5 separate regions of the Mus musculus genome follow, and regions 2, 3, 4 and 5 are each linked to region 1. The links are chromatin contacts, called in public HiChIP or PLAC-seq and promoter capture Hi-C maps. All regions are on one chromosome and are shown on one strand. The core of a region is the stretch at or near the end of the contact, and the rest is flanking DNA. Distances in the headings are between cores, read along the strand shown.

Evidence for each region. Promoter capture Hi-C pulls out the DNA fragments that hold promoters and counts their contacts. HiChIP or PLAC-seq counts read pairs in DNA pulled down with a chosen protein or histone mark.
Region 2: an H3K4me3 HiChIP or PLAC-seq map of pro-B cells shows a contact between it and region 1, with 6 times the contacts expected there. The contact joins the promoter of Ripply3 here to the promoter of Cbr3 in region 1. A contact is called at or near these places in 3 of 39 promoter capture datasets (the HPC-7 cell line, cranial neural crest and pre-B cells) and 6 of 115 datasets of contacts at active chromatin or transcription factors (DN3 thymocytes, embryonic stem cells, large pre-B cells and 3 more).
Region 3: a contact with region 1 is called in a FOXA1 HiChIP or PLAC-seq map of pancreatic cancer cells. The contact joins the enhancer-like site here to the promoter of Cbr3 in region 1. A contact is called at or near these places in 5 of 39 promoter capture datasets (cranial neural crest, hippocampal neurons, liver and 1 more), 3 of 484 Hi-C or Micro-C datasets (all in embryonic stem cells) and 7 of 115 datasets of contacts at active chromatin or transcription factors (astrocytes, embryonic stem cells, extraembryonic endoderm stem cells and 2 more).
Region 4: a promoter capture Hi-C map of pre-B cells shows a contact between it and region 1, with 2.0 times the contacts expected there. The contact joins the enhancer-like site here to the promoter of Cbr3 in region 1. A contact is called at or near these places in 6 of 39 promoter capture datasets (the 3T3-L1 cell line, cranial neural crest, hippocampal neurons and 3 more), 3 of 484 Hi-C or Micro-C datasets (all in embryonic stem cells) and 7 of 115 datasets of contacts at active chromatin or transcription factors (astrocytes, embryonic stem cells, extraembryonic endoderm stem cells and 2 more).
Region 5: a contact with region 1 is called in an HNF4G HiChIP or PLAC-seq map of pancreatic cancer cells. The contact joins the promoter of Runx1 here to the promoter of Cbr3 in region 1. A contact is called at or near these places in 1 of 39 promoter capture datasets (liver) and 2 of 115 datasets of contacts at active chromatin or transcription factors (memory CD8 T cells and pancreatic cancer cells).

Annotation. Positions count from the first base shown.
Region 1 is chr16:93,681,868-93,684,567 of GRCm38.p6, reverse strand. Cbr3 (carbonyl reductase 3) reads right to left here and starts at 1,349. Exons shown (of 3, transcript NM_173047.3): 1 at 955-1,349. The coding sequence starts at 1,243.
Region 2 is chr16:94,326,967-94,329,733 of GRCm38.p6, reverse strand. It overlaps Ripply3 (ripply transcriptional repressor 3), which reads right to left and starts at 1,312. Exons shown (of 4, transcript NM_133229.2): 1 at 1,137-1,312; 2 at 313-388. The coding sequence starts at 1,237.
Region 3 is chr16:92,685,648-92,688,447 of GRCm38.p6, reverse strand. All of the region lies in intron 4 of Runx1 (runt related transcription factor 1), which reads left to right. Among named protein-coding and RNA genes, the nearest start is that of Gm30281, 75 kb to the left of the region's middle. Within about 2 kb of position 1,312, at least 28 of the 459 cell types and tissues checked have an H3K27ac peak or open chromatin away from gene starts, as enhancers often do. A contact at or near this core is called in pancreatic cancer cells, where this site is marked.
Region 4 is chr16:92,709,056-92,711,755 of GRCm38.p6, reverse strand. The region is part of intron 2 of Runx1 (runt related transcription factor 1); the gene reads left to right. Among named protein-coding and RNA genes, the nearest start is that of Gm30281, 52 kb to the left of the region's middle. Within about 2 kb of position 1,450, at least 26 of the 459 cell types and tissues checked have an H3K27ac peak or open chromatin away from gene starts, as enhancers often do. A contact at or near this core is called in pre-B cells, where this site is marked.
Region 5 is chr16:92,824,638-92,827,337 of GRCm38.p6, reverse strand. Runx1 (runt related transcription factor 1) reads left to right here and starts at 1,264. Exons shown (of 8, transcript NM_001111021.2): 1 at 1,264-1,404; 2 at 1,634-1,749. The coding sequence starts at 1,692.

The DNA.
Region 1 (2,700 bases), core at 100-2,599:
ACCTCCAGGGCCATAATTCACCAAACCTTCCATCCGACAACGCTGAGAGTGGCTGAGGTGGTGAGCTCGCCCCTCCCCTTCCCCAAAGCCCACATGCCAGAGTTTGGAAGTGCGGGTACAAGGGTGTCTTGGCTCTCACGCAAGGCGCCTATGGGTGTCCAGGGCCAACTGGAGAGTTTTCGGCTGCACAATAGTCTCCCTCCCTCGTTAGTCTCCGGCTCTCTCAGCATTTTCAGTGAAGCTGGAATGTTTGTTTCAGTTCCAGCACATGGCAACTGGATAATTTTGCTAATTGGACATTTGTTAGAGTAAGCGATCTTGTTTTGTTTTTTTGGGTTTTTTTTCCCCTAAAGGAAGATGATTTCCAAACCGCACTTGCAAGTTTAATAACAAACCTAGTTCCCCGAGGAGGAGGGAAGCAGAGCTCGCTTCCTTTTTGCCAGAGCCTCTCAAAACGCTCCATTAAAGCGGGTAGGAAACCCACTATCGTGCCAGGGCGCTAATTGTGTCCGGGCGACCCATTTCCTGTCCTCAGCAGATATCTACTGGCATCTATGAATTCGCCCTTGTTTCACGCGAAGCGAAAGCTCCAACCCTATTTTTTTGGAAGACCCTTCTCTGAGAAAAGCCTTCGTGCGTGGGACAGAAAGCTGATGAGCTTGACAAGGCGTGGTCCCCTCCCAAGAGACCGGTTTTCTTCCAAACAGGCGCAGCTGAAAGTTCCAAGGAGGGCCTCCGGCGGAGCACAGGCCCGCACAGGCCGCCGGCCGGGTCGGGCATGGAGTGGGGTGCCTGGGCGGGCCCGCACCCGAGTCACCGCACGGGGGAACTCGCCACGCAGAGCGCGAGCCGGGTGCACCCAGGCGGGATGGCGCAGCCTCCGGATCCCAGAGGCTCACTGCCCAGCACCCTCGGAAAACCCCGGGACACCTCCTCCTGGAGCCCCACACCTACTTCTAAAGGCGATGCCCGCGTTGTTGACCAGCACGTTAAGTCCCCCGTACTCCTTGCGCAGAAAGTCGCGCAGCGCACGGATGCTCTGCGGGTCGTCGATGTCCAGCTGGTGGAAGCGTGGGCTCAGGCCCTCCGCCTGCAGCTGCTGCACCGCCGCGCGGCCCCGCGCCTCGTCCCGCGCCGTGAGCACCACGTCCCCGGAGAATTTCCGACACAGGTCACGCGTGATCGCAAAGCCGATGCCTTTGTTAGCCCCAGTTACCAGGGCCACGCGGCTGCAGGACGACATGTCAGAGGGACACACGGACCACCTGATGGCCGGGCCGGCTGGGCAGCGGGTCACGCGTGGTCAAAACCGTGGCGTAGGACTAGATTCTGGGACCCGGCGCTGCGACTGCTAGAGAGCAAGGCCTTGAGAAGCCTGTCCCTCCCCTCTGAGGAGGAGCCGTCTGTTCCCGAAGGGTCCGCCTCCTCCCGCTCGCCTGCCCGCCCGCCCGCCGGCCAGTGTAGAGATCCTGGTTCCGAGCTAAGCAGTGGTCAGGGACAAGCGCTGCTCCCAAAGGAAGGGGTCAGCAGGACTCGTGGCAGTCGGATTGAAACAACTATTTTGGGGAAACTTCAAAAGGAGGAAAACAAATGCTCCGTAATTTTCTTGGGCGAGAACCCGTCGTTCTCTGCAGAATGCAAATGTTTGCTTCTGCGGAACTCGCTCTGAGATTACTTAACACACCCCGCGGTTTGCTCAGGGACTTCAGGGAACAGTGCCTGGGAGTAGACTGAACAGGTGTGGGCGAGCCCTCGCGGCTGGAGGTCTCGGTGCGCCCCCACGTGGGAGAGAAGGCTCATGTTTATCGAACTGTTTTGAGTAGTACGGGAGTCCTCAGTGCCGGTCTTTGGTTTATTCCAAGTGTACTGGGTATGCAGATAGATCTGCATTGGTCTCAGTCTATGCGAGTCATCTCCCAAGGAGATGCTGAACCTACGAACAAAATTCCAGGCGTGTCTAAGTGTGGGCACGCAATCAGACCTCCTCCCTTCTTGGGTGGAATCGAGTCTGTGCTGATCCTACTTGGCTAGGGATTGTGAGGTTGAAGGACAATTAAGTCCTCACTCACAGTGATTCAGCGTTTCCCGAGCTGATCCGGCCAAACTGCCTTAGCCTCTTATTACGGACTCCACCTTCTGTTTCAAATGAGGTGAGGAAGGTGAGCTCTGTGGGGGCCTAGCCTGCCTGTGATGTTAACTTGAGAGGATCTAGGAGACAGACCTCTCTCTCAGCCTGTCTCTGAGGGAGTTTCTCAGTTAGGCTGACTGGGGTAGGAGGCCCACCCTAAGCTCAGTACCGTTCCAGGGACTGGGATGCTGGACTGAATGAAACGGAGAAAGTGAGCTGGGCCAAGGCTGTGGAGCTGGCTCCGTGGGTGAAGGTTATGAGGACTAGAGTTCAAATCCCCGCTCCACACAACGTGGGGCAGTGTGGCTGCTGTGTGACCCCAGAAGCAGGATTTCCGGAGGCGAGCTGATTAGCCAAGTCTGCAAGGTCTGGTTCAAGTGAGAGACCCTGCCTCAAAGAATCAGGAAGAGATGAATAGCAGAAGACATTTGTCAACCTCTGACCTCTGCATACACGGGAACCCCGCCCCCTTCCTCCCAACCCCCACACACAGTTTGACCATCTGTCTTATGCTCATGTGGTTAGGACCCCACAGTGTTGGACTCTCGAACTGTGAGCCAGGATAAACCCGC
Region 2 (2,767 bases), core at 63-2,562, 650 kb before region 1:
TCCCCCATGCTCTGGTTTATAGAAGAACCCTCCTCTCCCACCGCTGCATGTAATTACCATGCAAAGCCCATGTCCTCAGCTGTTTGCTTTTCAAGGACGGAGGAGCAATCGCGAGCCCAGTGGGCCCATTAGCACCTCCGTTCACTCTGGGCTCTACCCACCAGACCTTCAGGAACTTACTTGTGGGTTAGGCCAAGCTAAGCACGAGAGAGGAGTCCTTCCCCCGGGTTTTGGTTTTGTTTTCAAAGTTATTATAGACGTGGTGCCGCTTTCTGGATTGACTATTGCCTACAACAGTCACATTTAGCTTACCGGACGTTCAGTTCTGGTCAGTTCAGCATCTCCGGGGGGAGGCGACATCCACGGTCTCCACGGGGCTGGAATGGAACTGGAAACAAGCACCAGGAGAGACTGAACTCCTGGCGTTTCTGCCGCCCCGCCCCCCCAAAGGTTACTATGAGGTTGATACCATAGTGTCTGTTTGACAAAGAGTCCCTGCACACACCATGATCCCTTAAGGTCTGTCTGCCGATGGGCCAGTCAGTACTTTACCTGTTCCTGCCTCCTGAAGAATTCTCCGGGCTCTGCTTCCTAGTACACTCTGAGATGGGAAGCCCCAAATCTAACCTATTATTAGGGCGCGTGTGAGTGGAGATTATTTTTTCTCCTAGCAAATCTCTCATTGATACCTCAAATTTTTCTAATACAGATGGTTGGTTTCAAGTACACCACCTCTGCTGCTGGAGACTCCTTAGACTACTATGCCAAAGGCGTTTCTGCATCGCCAAACTGCTCCGCTTCCTACCTACCCAGCTAATCTGATTTCCTTAAACTTCACAGCTTTAAAGATAGCGATGTCCCTGGATGGGCAAACACCGATCCCCAGCGTAGGGCAGGAGACTGTCACTTTGTGATAGACCGCAGGATCCTTTTATAAATTTCTTATGGGGCCCCCAGCCTTCAGTATTTTCCAGCTGGATCAATTTCAGATCCTCAATACACGCAAGTGTTGCCCATTTCCTTGCCAGATATCCGCGGGGTCCCTGCACTTCAGACAGGAGTTTGCAGTAGTCGATCTCAGGTTAAGGAGCTCAGTGTCTGGGTGCACCTCCACCGGGGCCACAGGACACCCTCACCTTTCGGGCCCGCGTGGCAGCGGTAGCCTCCCGGGATCATCCCCCGGACAGTGGCAGAGGCGTCCCCGCGCCTCCCGGACTCCGGCCGCCTCCGGTCTCATGGTGCGGGTGTCGCGCGAATCTCTCAGCCCGACGGCGCCTGGTCCCCCTGGCTGAACGCGCTCACCTACCCGCTCACTCGGCGCCAGGTTTAAAAACTGGGGCGGGGCGGGGAGGGGACTCGGGGAAACTGCGCCCCGTGGGGAGGGGGAGGGCAAGGGACCTCGGGAAGGGACGGAGGAAGCAGAGGGTGGAGACCAGAAAGGCTCAAGGAAGAGAGCAGGGTCGGGACGGCGGGGAGGGGTGTGTGTCCAGAGTGGAGAAAGGACAAAAGAAAACCAGGAGGGTCACTGGCGGAGCGGGAAGCGCAGGGCGGGACAGACGGCCTACAGGGCCTCCGAGATGACGGGTGGCGGCTGCGCGTCCCGGGGAACAATTTTCCCCACTGCTGAGCAACTCCTGGGGCCGCTGCCCTCGGGGCTCTGATCCCTAAAAGCATGAAGCCCCACCCCGCACCCCAGTTCTCCCAGAGTTTCCCTTTCAGCACTGTGAGAGGTGGTGAGTGTGGGGCACAGAGTCCTCGCTACACCGAGGGTCAGGACAGCTCCACGAGTGGGTGACAGCTGGGTTTACGAAGCCAGGCGAGGGTTTAGGCGCAACCTCCGCACCGACGAAAGCCTTAAGATGGGGGAGGGGTGCTTCCTGTTAGGGGTCACCAGTCAGGACCCCGGGTACCCCTTTGCCCAATAACCTGTTCTCCAGTGCCAGGTGACTGCATGTGAACACTGTAGCTTGGTCTGTGTCATTTAAATTAAGTGACTCGGGTTTTAAAAACCGAGAGGGGTGGGGAATAAAATGTTTTCGAATGGTTTATTTAAGATCTGGGGAATATTTAACACCAATTAAGGGCAAATAGGAAAGAGGGAGTATTTACAAATTTTATTTACAGTATTAAAAGCCCTGAATATAAAGCAGGAAGCTGGGAGTGAGCAAACAATGTGAACTCACGAACACAGTTAAGGTGTCAGTGGTTTCTTGTTGTTTTAATAAAAAAACACCTAGATGTGGGTGCCTTTTAAAGAACTTTGATAACGTGTATCTGTGAGCCCAAAGAATGAAAAGGTATCTAGTGACAGCCAAGTGTTCCCAATAGTATGTAAAGGATGGGGGTATGTTATATAGCTGATAAAAACACACTCATGTTGAGCCATCACTCAGGAGGCAGAGGCAAGGGGATCTCTGTGAGTTCAAGGCCAGCCTGGTCTACAGAGTGAGTTCCAGGACAGTCTAAGGATGCACAGAGAAACCCTGTCTCAGAAACTTAAATAAATAAATAAATAAATTTGTGCAGGTCTCTTTTCTCTCCTAGTCCTGTGTCTGAAATCCAGGAACTCTACGGAGTCCTGAACACTATGGAAAATTAGATAAAAGGTTATTTTTAGATCATTTTATCTTATGTGTGTTTTACCTGCATGCAGGTCTGCCCACCATGTTACCTTTCCATCCTCTGGAACTGGAGTTACAGACGGTTGTGAGCCACCATATGGCCGTTGAGAACCAAATCTGAGTCCTCTGCAAGAGCAACAAGTGCC
Region 3 (2,800 bases), core at 63-2,562, 1.0 Mb after region 1:
TGGTTTGGTGGGAGAAGCCAGGCTCACTTAACATTTAGATACTGCTCATGTGAGAGACCAAATTATTTCCTTAGCCCAGCTGGACATGCAGTTATTATGCCTCACCTTTAACCAGTTATTAAACTATTGGAGTAGAAAGAGGACCTGCTCTCACTGTAGGCTTGTCTGCTTTCCAGTTATCTTCCGAGGTATGTGTTCTCTCTTCATTTCAAGGAGCTACGGCACATTTTACAAACATCAGCAGGCCGTGTGAGAGTCTAGGAGCAAGGTCTTCGCTTAAACCCTCACCTTTGTAATGTAGAATTGAACGATCTTAGCCGTAAATGATATCTCTAGCTTAATCAAAGCGGAATGACATATATCTAAGTCATACGATCAGTTCTCAGAGAGGGGAAGACACAGGGAGGGGCTAGTCGTGTCCATCGCTCAGTGGTAGAGCCTTCCGTGTGAAAGGCCTTTAGTTTGATCCCCAGCACCAAGCAAGCAAAACAAAGCAGGTAGACTGGCAACAGACAAGAAATGTCAAGCAAAGGGATTGTTACTACTGATTCTGAAGGCGTTCAGAACAGTGGAAATTCCGTGTTCATAGTGGGAAAGAGGAGAGAGTTGAGAGTGTGAGCCTGGACTTCTGTGTTTGCTCCCCTACCCCTGCCCCCAGATGCCCAGGGCATTTTCAGAATGATGTCACAGCTGGAGAAAAAAATGTAGAGAACATATAATGTTATTGAAAATATGTGTTCGCGCTACTGTGCTAATAATAGGGTGATTGAAAGAAGAGTCTACCCACTTATCGAAGGCCTGGGAGAGCCTGCGCCCTTAAGTGGATCCACTTGGAATATTGAAAGTCTGCCTTTCAGCAAATGGAATTCGCATTACGGTTCAGAGGCATGTGTTTAGAAAATATCAGGGAGGTTTCAGATGAGTCGCTGGCCGAGCGGGTGGGAAGCCAAGAAGAAAGGAAGACCCCAACAGCCAGGCCCACGCCCACCTGCCTAGCAATAAGCTTAGTTCGTAGGATCTAGCTGGGTTGCCAGAGAACATGTCCCCATACTCCTAGGCGTCTAAGTGGGTCTTTTTGTCATGTTTGGCTATGGAAGTTTCGAAGACTATTTAATGGACTATTCCAGTGACATTTTCCCGTAGGGAGTTGCATGGTGGCTTTGTGACGACCGTGGCAGCCAGTTGATGATGATCAAGAGTGGGGTTCTGAAAGCAGCGTGCCTGCCTACCTTGGTGGTGCTATGTGCTGGTCGCCTATCCCTCTTTGGCCATTTCTGTTTTGAGTGGGTGACTAAGAGGTGCTGGTGTTTACCTGAGGAACAATGGACTGTTTCCCCAAGGCGTGGAGTGTTTGCACTCTGCTGTCTGATTCGTGCCAGTGTGCACTTGAGTTTGCATAACCGCCCCCCCCCCCCAGGAAAACAGCAGCACCCAAGGCGAGGCTGGTTTCCCATACCCTGGAATGAAAAAAATTAATCAGATGCAAAAAATTGGATTATATTTGACTTGAGCAGGCTCTCCTCTTCATGAGGGGTAACGAGTAATTAAAACTCAGGAGGACTAATTGACCACTTGACCCAGTTATGGTTTCTATATATAATGTTGGTCTTGAGTTTTTATGGTTTAAATTTTTCATGTCAATACCAAGACAAGTGAGCTGTCGGTGTAATAAACATGGTTTTATCTCATAATTTCACTTTGTAGTCACAAAATATGATTTTATTTTGATTTTTCATGCCATCAAAGCCTGCTGGATATTCCCCAGCCCAGCCCACCCCACCCTCTCTCACTCTCTTTCTCTCCTTCTCTCTTGCGATTTGCTTCCCATTAGAAACTGAAGAAATGACTCTCACTAATTCTCACAATTAGCCCTAATCTCCCTGGTTGAACCTTATCCTTTAAAAGTTGCATTATGCTTTATGGAACGATCTTAAGACCCGACTATTTCATTTTTCATTTTTTTAAATGTGCCTAAAAATATGCCCTCAGAGGCCACACACTGGCCCAGAAGGTCCTGGCCTTCCAACACATCCACATTCCGTAAGGTCAGTTTGGGATTCTGTCAGTGATGGCTTCTCGGAGGGGCCTGGGTACTCCGTGTGGGATAAAGGGTAGAGATGACATGAATGGACACCCTCCTTTCTTGTTACCAGATGCCAGATTTTGAGGATTGTGACCCTCACAGAAACTGCCAGTTAACCAAGGAAGGATTTTTCTCTGTTCCAAGAAATGGATCTGTCTGGGAGCTGGCTGATGCTCAGCTCTAACCTCAGGTTCAGCCTGTGACTGGGAAAACCTGCCTGTCTGGCTTCTAAGCCCTGGCTGCCTGCTGGCCCCTGTGAAAACCTGGTGAAGGCAGAGGAAGCTCCTGCCTGCTTCCTCCATGACCATGGCTTCCGCCTGCTCTCCTTTAGATCAGCTCGGGTGTATCTCCTCATAGGAATGTTTCTCCCTTTGATTCCCAATCTGCATGTTGATTATCTGTGGGGCTCTACAAAGGAAGGAGAGATAGCTGCTCCCGGTTGGGAGTTTAGGGTGGGGTGAAAATCAGACGGGATCTTGGGAGACCCTCTCTGAAGTCCAGAGATTAGGAGGGCGCTCAGGAGGCTGCCCAGAACAATGCATGCTTTAGTCACAGGGCCTGAGATTATCAGTCATCTCCGAGTTCAGGGTCAAAAAGAGATCTCTTTCATGAGGGAGGTCAATTAGCTGAGCCTTTTTCTCGGTCTGTAACTTGCTCCCATGAGCTGGGGTGTGAGGTGACAAACATTTAAGAAACCTTGGCAGTGACATCTGCAAA
Region 4 (2,700 bases), core at 201-2,700, 970 kb after region 1:
GTGGTGGTGGTGGTGGTGGAGTAAGATGGTGTCTCCCTGTGTGGCCAGAGCTCCCCTGCGTTGGCATTCCCTGAGTGGGGGGTGCTGCCCAGCTGTGAACACTTCTACGTAAAGACAATGGAGGTGGGTAACATCCTGAGGAGCATGGGTGCTGTTTTGTTTCCTTATCTTTGAGCCTCAGTCTTTGCTACAGACAAACTTTAGGGAGGGTGTGGTCAACCAGACCAGTGGGCATCTGGTCAGAAAAAAATATGAATTATGGAAGTTTGGGTTTAACCTGGAGACTACTCCTTTTCTGCTGTTTGGGCAAGACGGAAGAAAGGGGTGTATCACTTCAACCAAGGGATGAAAATTGCCATCCTGGATATGCCTGAGGCAAAAGGAAGAAAGCAGAATCCTCCTGTGGGCTGGGGTAGTGAGGGGAGGAATCTGCCCCCCATGCGCCCCTCCCACCCCCTCCCCCACCCTCTATTCTATCCCCCACCCCATCCCCCTGCCCTCTCACCTCCTGTCTGTGTCAACTGTCATTCAGCTAATAGGGAAGCCAGTTCTCTTCCATATCTCAGCCTGTGCTAGAAAGGTCCTTTTCTTGGCTTCTGAGGGGACTTGGGTGGCTTCTGTTCAAAGAGGGGCTTGGCTAAACAAGACTGTTACCCTTTTACACACTATACATTTTCTGACTTGGGAACCAGAGGCAAGAAGATCAGGACTCCAAATTTGTCCCTAGCTGCAAAGTAAGTGCTTGTCCTGTGTGAGCTGCCTGAGACCCTTCCCAGCACACAACCAGAACACGCTGACGTCATGAGACCCTTCCCAGCACACAACCAGAACATGCTGACGTCATCCACAATATTTTCCCCTGACATATGGGATGTTCTTAAATCAAGGGCTTGACTTGATTACAGAGCTACGTAGATCTAAAAGATTACAACTAAAAACTTAAAAGTCCACATTTTTACGACACTCTTGCTTCAAATCTCTCTTGCAACTTACTCGAAAGGGCCATGTTAACCGACTGTGCATGTGAAAAGCTACCCTCAGAGCAGACATCTTCCTGTGCCTCAGAGCAGACATCTTCATGTGAAAAGTTACCCTCAGAACAGACATCTTCATGGGCATTTAAATTGTTAAAGTGATTAGAGAAATATTAGGAGAAAGTGGGAACCATGGGCCAGCAGTAAAATGTCTGTGTCTGCTTGGCCAATGATCACACTAGAAGTGAGCTTGAATTCAGTTTGAGGTCATTTGTGGTTATGTGTGGGCAAACATCTGTTGCTTGGCTGTGGCTATTTTTCTTTAAAGCCTACCACCCTGAAAGAAAAAGAAAAAGAGTGCAAAATTCTTCAAGTGTTATTTTTGGTCTTGACCATTTTTAATCACTTTGAACCCACTTCTGAGGATGGCTTTCACTCTGCCTGTGACTGTAAGCTGAACACTAGATAATATCTGCTCTCAGAAATGCCTCTCTCCCTGACTCACTCCCTTCCCCTCCAAGAAGCTAAGCTCCAGAGAATTCCTGCTGTGTGCTCTCAGGGGAAGGTAGTAAATAAAATTCTGCTTTGTGTTTTACAAGGGAGATTCAGAGGGCAGCACGGTTCTAGGCAAACCTGAAACAATCTTTATTTTATTTTATTTTATTTTATTTTATTTTATTTTATTTTATTTTATTTTATTTTTAAAGCTTAATTCTGACTTAACCATTGCTTGATAGAGAGACGGACGGGTTGAGTTTTAGAAGAACTGACCTCAGAAATGTTCACTAGCTTTGGGGCAGGATGTGTGATCCACCGAAGTGCGACCATTTCCTGAACCTTAAGTATACGTTCCTGATCCGATATGAAAGTATGTAACCGGGTCTGTACAGACTTCAGTGATTTTATGGCATTTTAAGTGGAAACGCATAGGAATTAGACGTGAGAATTCTCACTACCACCATGGCTGACTTCTTCAGCTACGGTTTTTTGTTTCATAGACATGAAGTTAAAGTCTGTGGAGTATGGCAAGTCTCTAGTCCCACAAGCAAACATGATAGATATGGCTTTCGAGGCTACTTCAGATGGGAGAGATGGCCCAGTGATTAGTGCTGTTGGCTGCTCCTGCCAGGGACTGAACGCACTCATCCCAGCACCCATGTCCGGCAGCTCACCACCACCTGTGACTCCAGTTCCAGGGGACCTGGTAACCTCTTCTAACATCTGGAGGTGCTGCATTCCAGATGTGTGTGCATGCCCCCACACAGACGTACCCACATACACATAAAATAAGAATTAAATTAAAATCCTCCTGTCATGATACTTCCCTCTCCTTCTCCCTCCCCCTCCCTATCCCCCTTCCTCCTTCCTTTTCCCCTTCCCCCTTCCCCTCCTCCTTCCTTTTCCCCTTCCCCCTTCCCCACCCCCTTCCATACCCTTCCCCTTCCTTTTTCCCTTTCCCTCCCCTTTTCCGTCTCCTTCCTCCTACCCCTTTCCCTCCCCCCCCCACCCTCTCCCCTCCCCTCTCTCCTCCGTCCCCTCCCCCTCCCGCTCCTATCTTGCTGTCCCCCTAACTCTCCTACAACCAGGCTTTCACCACACATTACCAAACTACTGTACTGAGTTGCAGAGGGATGGATGGCGGCTGGTTTGGCTAACAAAGAGGCAGTTTGAAAAACCCCTTTATGCTGTATTTCCAGATAAACACACTGTAGGAATTCCTACTTGA
Region 5 (2,700 bases), core at 15-2,514, 860 kb after region 1:
TGGCACTTGGAGCTACGCTGCTCAAGGCCCAGCCTCTCATCGGGCATCACCTCGAAATGGAGGGAAACTGAACAGAGGAAAAGGAAGACCCAAGTAAGGAAAGGAAGGCCAGGCCCTGCCTGGGGATCCCAGGAAGACTAAGGCTTCACTTCTCAGCAAGTAAAACAGATAGAACGAAGAGGTCAATAGGTGGAGGTGAACAGAAGAGCTCACACCCACAGAATCATCTTGTCTTTATTGTCTGTCCCCTGACCATGTGACTTCTGGAGGCTGAAGGGCTGTGTAATATCCCCCTCCGGGGGCTGGCCAGGAGGAGGCAGGATCTTGGGTAGTCACAAGTTACTCTTCATGGATTCAAAGAGTAATTATCCCTAGCAGGGTGACTTGGCCCATTTCTTTGAGTGGAGCTCGGAAAGGCTACCAGTAGGCTTTATTGGTACAAACAATGAACAGATAGCTGCCCACAGGCCACAGCTCTGCTGAGTGAGGAAATTCTCCTCCTTTGCTCTCCACAAAACTTCCTAATGCAAGCGAGCGTGGGAACTGGTGCCAGTGTGAAGAGAACGCCACTGTTTCCTCTACTTACCAAGAGATGTCCATGCTAAGCCTATCCGCCAAGGGGAAAGCCAAGGACAACATCATTTGGGTTTTGATCAAAGTGGTCTTTTCATCCCACAATTAAAACGTGTCATACTGTTCCCAAGCTTTGAGATGTCAGTAGGTTGCCAGCCTAGCCCTCCCAGGATCAGCCACTCACGGAAAAGGGCTCTTGGTCTTCTTTTCTAACTTTTCTGTCTCACTTGCTTTCACCAAGAACCCAGCTCTCCCGAGCTGGTGCCCAGCATTTAAGTGATGAGAGCCGCATCCGGGCTCAGCAGCAAGTTGGTGCCAACGTTGAATTGCTGTTGAATAAACAGCAAGGCAATCTTTATCTAAATAATCAGTTGTTCCTCAAACCACAAATAACAACAGGATCTGAAAGCCACCAAATCCGCACAGGACAGAGAGAGCAAGAAAAGACTGAGGCAGGGGATTTCTGTTTGCTTGTTTGTTGTGCTTTTTTTTCTCTTACAGCCCCTCTCTGCTAAGCTCTGCTCAACTGTTTCCTTACACAGCCTGGGGGAGGGCAGGTGGAGGGCAGGAAGGGCATAGCTCAGAAAGTTTAAAAAAAAAAAATTGACATCACTTAAGTCACGTGATTGGCAAGAGCCAATGGCGGTGGGCTGTGGAAAGGGGAACAGTTAAATTTGTAATTTGGGTTGTGTGAAAACTTCTTTGGACCTCATAAACAACCACAGAACCACAAGTTGGGTAGCCTGGCAGTGTCAGAAGTGTAAGCCCAGCACAGTGGTCAGCAGGCAGGACGAATCACACTGAATGCAAACCACAGGCTTTCGCAGAGCGGTGAGCAGTTCAACCCACAGCATAGGCGGTGCTTTCGTCTTTTTTTTTTCCTTTTTTTAATCTTTAACAATTTGAATATTTGTTTCTGCAATAATTCTTTCCCCCACCCCCACCCCATAGGACCCATGGAGTACCAGAAGTGTTAGGGTTGGGGGTAGAAAGAGACGTGGGGAGCCATGGTGGGAGGTGAGGTCAGAGTAAGTGACATTTCTTGGTTTTTGCTCTGAAGGTGAAAGAAATTATAGAATCCCCCGCCTTCAGGAGAGGTGCGTTTTCGAAAGGAAACGATGGCTTCAGACAGCATTTTTGAGTCATTTCCTTCATATCCACAGTGCTTCATGAGAGGTGAGTACGCTGGTCTTTTTTATATCTGATTTTGCTCAGCTTTGCGCAGACTAAGATGGCAGCCCGTGGACCCTCCGGTGCCTGCCTGAAGTCCCTGCCTGCTTGTGGGGGGAGGAATTCAAACAGAGGCTGTTGACTCTGAGACCACGAGATTATTATTTGTCAGACGCCGTGCTGCGGGGATGTTTTAATAAATGCTTAGGCTGTTGAAATATTTGGTCGCTGGGTGAAAGTTGTGTCAAGTGCTCTGAGCCGCTCTCAGTTAAAGTCCCAGAGATTAGAAGGCTGGCGCGGAGGACACTCTTTGGGTTTTATCTGGCTGTGCCTTGCTCTGAATGATTCGCTTGCACTTACTCTGATGGCAGCAAGCTGTCTGGCCCTGGTTCTGAGTTTGGCTTGCCCCTGGGTTTAGCAGGCTCAGTACTTAGCTGGCCGGAAGAGCCGGTGCCAGCAGAGTGGTCTCCGAGAGGCAGCTCACAGGTATACCTTGGATCAGTGCGGAGATTTCAGGGCCAAAGTGGCAAGTCCACAGAGGGCAGGATTTGGGCAGACTCGTTCTGGGAAAAGCCATCAGAAGATGCTGTGTTGTGCTGTGGTTTTTCTTTCAGCCTCAATTGAAAGAGGCAGCCGGCATTGCTCAAGACAGAAAGCCAGCAAGTTGTGGTACACAGTCTCTCTCAGAAAGAACTATGAAGCCATTTCCTAAGTCCACGCACTGTCACAGCAGAAATTACTAGATTACAGACTTATGGGTTGGCACCACGTAGGTCCCTGAACCTTCCTGCATTTTTTACAGCGGCCTTATGGAACTTACAATGCTGGAGTTCAGCCATAGTGCCCATGTGGGCTTGGTGGGTCTTTCAGGATGAGGACTGAGCTTAAGTAAAGAAAAACAGTGGCATAAAGAGCTCACAAAGACGTGGCCGTGTATCAGGACGTGTAGCTTGTGGT